Linked DNA regions of Gossypium hirsutum: region 2 is linked to region 1. The links are chromatin contacts, called in public Hi-C maps. All regions are on one chromosome and are shown on one strand. The core of a region is the stretch at or near the end of the contact, and the rest is flanking DNA. Distances in the headings are between cores, read along the strand shown.

The links. Hi-C and Micro-C count contacts between places; a contact is called where the count stands out from the background.
Region 2: a Hi-C map of leaf shows a contact between it and region 1, with 3 times the contacts expected there. The contact joins the enhancer-like site here to the promoter of LOC107945305 in region 1. A contact is called at or near these places in 10 of 34 Hi-C or Micro-C datasets (callus, fibers, hypocotyl and 1 more).

Annotation. Positions count from the first base shown.
Region 1 is chrD12:13,448,893-13,451,965 of Gossypium_hirsutum_v2.1, reverse strand. LOC107945305 (serine/threonine-protein kinase SRK2I) reads left to right here and starts at 1,527. Exons shown (of 9, transcript XM_016879263.2): 1 at 1,527-2,088; 2 at 2,438-2,512; 3 at 2,613-2,714; 4 at 2,800-2,853; 5 at 2,947-3,039. The coding sequence starts at 1,912.
Region 2 is chrD12:13,602,002-13,605,371 of Gossypium_hirsutum_v2.1, reverse strand. No RefSeq gene overlaps it. Among protein-coding and RNA genes, the nearest start is that of LOC107945302, 24 kb to the left of the region's middle. Within about 2 kb of position 1,796, at least 8 of the 9 cell types and tissues checked have an H3K27ac peak or open chromatin away from gene starts, as enhancers often do. A contact at or near this core is called in fibers, hypocotyl and leaf, where this site is marked.

The DNA of each region.
Region 1 (3,073 bases), core at 278-2,777:
TATATTTAAAATAAAAACATAACAATACTATTATTTTACTATCCATTAAGATTTTTTTTTATTTCTAGCAGGTGCCGTTATCATTTAAATATGATTCAATATTTTCTTGTTAAAGAATCATTATTTTAATATTTTATTATTTTAAAAGTATGTCTAGCTTACCAATGTCAACAAGCTCCATTTTACATTAATATAAATAATTATTAATTGATAAGCAATAATATTTCAAAAAAAGAAAAAGGAAAAATATTCACAACTGTTATTAAATATCAAATAATAATTTAAGGCAAAAAGAAAATCAAATAAAAATGAAAGTGGGATATATCAACTAATAATAATAATGGAAACTTGTGCGCACCTATAAAAATACTAAAAATTTTTATACTAGATTGAGTGCTAAATCTTAATTTTAATTGATAAACAGTTGTAAATTTAATAAAGTAATAATTAGTCTGGTATATAATTGTAAAATTAATTGATTAAATAATTTTTAGTTGATAAGCATAATATTTCAAGAAAAGTGAAAATATTCACAATTGTGCAAAGTAAGTGGTATTAACTATCAAATAATAAAAATAGATTATTTTTCTTTTTGTGTGTGAACTTGTCCATTAATACTAGAATTATTTTGATACCAATGTATCTAGTTGAAGTGTTAAATCTTAATTTTAATTAATATAAAATTATAAAATCAATTAAATAATAATATGTATACAATTGTAAAATTAATTAAATAATAATTAATATGAAATGATAAGTGTAAATTAATATGAATACAAAGTCTATTTTATTTTACAGTTTAAACTTAATCGTGTTCGGGCGGAAGAAATATTCAGAAAAATCTTTTAAAAATGTTGACTCCAAAATTTGAATTTAGTTCAAATATATGAGGAATAAATCTACTTTCATAAAATATTTTTTAATTTTAATTGGGAATTTAATAATATAATGGAGAGTTTGGTAAATTATAGATTATAAATGAGTTTGACATAGTTATTCATTGTGCGCATGGAATCTATCCTTATCATATGCCAGTTTTCTTTACTTGGAAAAATACTGCTTGGAAGTCAGAAACTTTCCTTTGTTCCCAAGGCCGTTTTGCCCACGAATGGGGACAATCTATTCCACCCGATTTTACCAAAACATCCTTTTCAGGGAATTATCCTATGCGTGTTCTACACGCTAACTCTCATGCTCTCACATGCTTTTCAATTTCATCAATTAAAAACGCAATCTAATTTCAATATTATTATAGATGATATTTTTAAAAAAATTAAAATCTATTTTTAACAAAAAAAAAGAAGAAGAAGAGAGAGCAGTTTCTAGAAAAACAAAAGGCAAAAAGATAATCATAAAAAATGAGATGGTTGCGTGTTAATTTGGACAATGATAAAGCCAAAACCGTCCGATCAGTTTTTACAGATAAAAGACGGCATAAATACCGAATAAAAATTGTCTTAGCATTTTGCAAAATCACGTGACTCACTCTGCTTTAAAATATTATCCAAATAAAGGACATTTAAGTCATTCTATTTTCTTATCCAATAATAAAAACTAATCAACAAATAATAAGACAACCATAAAAAGAAGCCAATCCTATTGGTTACCCACTACGCAACAACCTCGAAACGACGCCGTACTCCTCTTATCCTCCTCTGCCTCTACCAGATATTTCCTTGGCATTATCCCCCCCTTCCTCTTCCCCAAAAGCTCCGCTCCTCCCTGAACCACTCTTATCAATCGCCGATCAACTAATAACCTTTCCTTCCCTTCTTCTTCTTCTTGTTGTTATTATTAACCGACTCGTTTAACTCAGTGATTCGTCCAAGAAGCCACTGAGTCCGGTGATGTGGTCCTGAGTTCTTTCTTTGAAGGGGGTAGAATCAGAAACTGAAAAAAAGAGAGACAAAAATGGATCGAGCAGACTTGACGGTCGGACCGGCTATGGATATGCCGATTATGCACGACAGTGACCGTTACGATTTCGTTAGAGATATCGGATCTGGTAATTTCGGAGTTGCTCGACTTATGAGAGATAAGGTTACCAAGGAGCTCGTCGCTGTCAAGTACATCGAAAGAGGCCGTAAGGTTTAGCTTCTTATTTCAAAAACAACGATCTCTTTCCTTTCTGTGCTTTTGGTCTATTTATGGAAATATACTCATTTCGATTATTACGATATTTATTGAAGATAATGTTTTCTCTCTTCTTTTTTGTTCCTAACTTGTTGCAATTTATTGTCGGGAGTTATATTAATTTTGCTAATTTCGGAAATGTTTTATTTGGTAGTATAATAATTAATTATCAATCCAAAAAATAAAAGAAGATACCGACTTTTCTGTTTTCCCAAAGCTCAATTACTTCACTAACTTCTTCTTCTTTTTTTCCTTTTAATTTGTAATTTTGGCATTAAATTTGTGCTACCTTGTCGTTTTACAGATAGATGAAAATGTTCAAAGAGAAATTATTAATCATAGATCATTGAGGCATCCGAATATTGTTAGATTTAAAGAGGTAACGTTAGTTCTTGACTCAGTTTACTGTTATTTATAATATTTTTTTGTAAAAATTAAGGTAGTGTTTGATGAACTAACTATAGACATTGATACTTTAGGTTATTTTAACACCTACTCATCTTGCCATTGCAATGGAGTATGCCTCCGGAGGTGAGCTTTTCGAGCGGATTTGTGCTGCGGGTCGGTTCAATGAGGACGAGGTTTATTTTCTTATATTTAGCATTCAATTTTATGTCCCCCTTTTGTTTTGTCTTTAACTTGTATATATCCGTTATTTTGGTGCAGGCTCGGTTCTTCTTCCAACAGCTTATATCCGGCGTTAGTTATTGCCATGCGATGGTAGTTACAATTTATCCATTTGTCTATGCCTTGAATTGTATTATGTGTAACCTGATAGGTTATTTTGTTTTTGGTTTGTTTTACTTGGTGAAGCAAGTATGCCATCGTGATTTAAAGTTGGAAAACACTTTGCTAGATGGAAGTCCAGCTCCTCGGCTTAAGATATGTGATTTTGGGTACTCGAAGGTATAGTCCTTTGTTCTTATCTTATCATTCGATG
Region 2 (3,370 bases), core at 547-3,046, 150 kb before region 1:
CTTAGGGGCTTCCTTGGCCTCTTGGGGTACTATAGGAGGTTCACTAGAAACTATGGAACTATAGCTAAACCTCTGATTGATCTTCTAAAAACATGAGTGGGGTTGGACATTACAAGCTGGAGAAGCCTTTCACGCACTAAAACATGCCTTAAGCACTGCTCTTGTTCTCATGCTACTTGACTTCCATATTGAATTCTGCATAGATACAAATGCAAGTAACCTAGGTGTAGGAGCTGTTCTCTAACAACAATGACACCCCATTGCCTTTTTCAACAAGGCCCTCAGGTTGAGACACCAGGCATTGTCCATTTATTAAAAGGAAATACTGGCAGTCCTTCTTGCTGTCAAGAAATGGCATCCCTGCTTGATTGGCTGCCACTTTTAAATCAGAACTGACCACTAAAGTTTTATATTCCTTTATGATCAGCAGGCTATTCTCTTTTTTAACAGATATGGGTGGCCAAGACGTTAGGCTATGACTTGATGTGATGTACAGGAAGGGTAGAAGCAATGTGCTGGGAGATGCCCTTTCCAGACAACCTTCAGGCTCAGCTGGACAGTTACTTCAAATGGTTGGCAATTCAATTATCTCTGAATTGTTAACTAGAGTGCAACACTCTTAGCAGGATGACCCCAAGCTGAGTATGCTTTGTCTTGACTTGCAGCAACGATTCCCTGCTTTTGATCCTTAAGGACAAGGATCCTTTCAACCTTGGAAATATTTGTTATGGACTGCTTTATTTTCTGTTATTTTTTTAGTTAAAAGTGATATTTAGTGTCTAAGTTTAAGTTAAATGATGAGTTTTTGTTAAGGATTCAACGGTGCGTTTTGTTAAGTGTACGAGAGTATTAGTCGTTAAGTGAAATGATGCATTTCATGAGCACAGCTATTAACATAATAGCCTTAACCGATTTTCAAAACGTCTGTAACGCTCTTATTGACCTTTTAGCAGTGAAGGCGATATGGAAAAACAGTTACGAGTTTAGTTATAGAATGAAAATCTTGTTGCCTTTCTTTCTCTACCCTTTGTTCTCTTCTCTCAACTCTTTTTTCTTCAATCTTCTGGAAAACAACCGTATCAAAGGCTTGGTCAGAAAAGCTAAAAATTGAAACCCGTAGGGTATGGATCTCATGTTTTGGTATTCCTTTACAAGCATGGTGTCCCTCTACTTTCCGAAGAATTATTAAAAAGTGGGTGAATATGTTGCTGTTGACGAGGATACTCTGAGCCCTAAATCTTTCCACAAAGCCAACTAGTGACTCCTTACTTAAATAATATTGATGAGGTTATTGAATTACGAGTTGGTAATTATTCTTTCATGGTTTGAGTCTCTGAATCTGCTACTTTCATTTTACCAAATATCATATGCAACTGAGAGATCGAACGGGTGTCTATGTCTTCTGAGTCTATAAACAACGGCGCTAGGACAGAGGTGGCTGATGGCAAGGAAGCTGATTAGATCGATTCCTGGGATGGATCTCCGGTGAACATGGGAGAATGGGATGGCCTTGGGAACAAGGAAAAGACTCGGAATATTGATGGGAGCTTTTCTGAGGACATTAATGGGGAGACTGGAGCTGGTATGAATTATTGTGTTAAGGCGGAGCATGAATAAGTTTGTCAGGAGGTGACATTGCAACTGATAGACAGGATTAATGATGATAAGGTTGCTGGGGAGACATCTTGGGGTGGATTTTATGATTGATGACATTGGGCTTGACATTAGAGGATGTCATTCTGGGCTTTGTAACAATAGTAAGGGAGGTAATTTGGAAAGGATTGTTAATAAGATGGTTTGGGAACAGGATTGTGTGGACGATATTGGGGCCTTGAACTTTGTTGTAGGCTCTCCTAGGTCACACTCCCCTGTTAGAGTTTTATTGGAGAATAATCCTTCTAATGTGATTGAAAATCGACATAAACAAGTTTCCTTTCAAGATAACACATCAACAGTGTCGCCGGAGGAGAGAGTGTGCGGGGAGGTGAGAAATAATGAAGATTCCCCGTGTATCAACGAGGATTCATAGGTTGATGATTGTGGGTTTTCATTGAATAGGAAAGCGATAGAGCAGCTGTCTGGTATTCATAAAAAAATAGGCAAGAAAAGTGAAATCTTTATATGAAGTAGAAGAATGTAGGTTGGCTAAGCTGGGGGCAAAGGAAAAAAAAAGGAAAAGATAGAAAGATGAAAAATAGATTTCCAAAGCCTACCTCACCAAGAGGGAATTTCGCAAATGAGTCGTTTATCTGATTCGGATTTTTGTAATCGTAAAAAGGTAATTCGGAAAGAAGCGACAGAAGCATGGGAACTTAGGAAATTGTTGGGATTAACTGACGATCATTAGAAAGTGACAGAAGATTCAGGAATGGATGAGTTTTATTGGTAAGGTGCTGACTTGAGAGTCGGTGATGATTCATTAAATTAATGCCATGAAAGAAGAAGATTTATATTGATTTACGTCATGAAGTGTGCTGAACTGAATTTGTTATGGAAAGAGGTTCTTTCATGGAAACAATTTATTGAGGGGCAGTGGAGTATTTAAGGGTTCTTTGATGGAGAAAGGAGAGGAGTGTATGTGCTTATTTTAAAGTTGATGTCTACAAAGAGTGTTGGATTTGTCATTTTTTTTGTTTGTGTTGGTGGATTTTTTATTGGAACAGAGAAGTTTTGGGCAGAAGCCAAGTTAGTGATATTAATTTGTTATGATTTTGGATGTGTATGGTCTAAGTATATGCTCCTAACGTGGTTCAGGAACAAGTTTTGTCCATGGAATGAATTGTTGAGTTTGGAAGTAGTTGTCGAAGGAATTATGACATGTTTTCGTGGAGATATTTTCGCAGTCAAGAAAAAAAAAGAAGATGGCTATTTTCTTTCTTGAAAATATTTCATAGGTTTGGGAATCTGTTTCAACATTCTGTCTATTTGGCATGATTGGTTTTTAGTGAATTTTGATGGCACGAGGCATTGAGGTTGATTTGGTGTACTCCCGTCAAGTTCACATTTAAGGTGCTAAGACGTTAAAGTCATTGTTGAGTTTGATGTTTTGGTTTTAGGCCAATTTTGGTTATCTTATGTTCTTTGTAGGGAATACCATTTTTTTCATAAGAGAAAGAAAGAAAGTGAGAAATGAATATATCAACAGCTAATTAATAATTCAAAATAAGTTAGGAATGTTATGAATATATTATTAAGTGGATGTTCATCATGATCAATATAAAGTTTTGATGTAATTTAAATTCTAATAGTTATTAGAATTAGATCTCTACTTCTTTTATACTTCTTATACCTATAAATAGATACTCTGATAAAGCATTGTAAATCATCCATTTGATCAATAAAGTACATTCTCTATTGCTTTTATATTTTT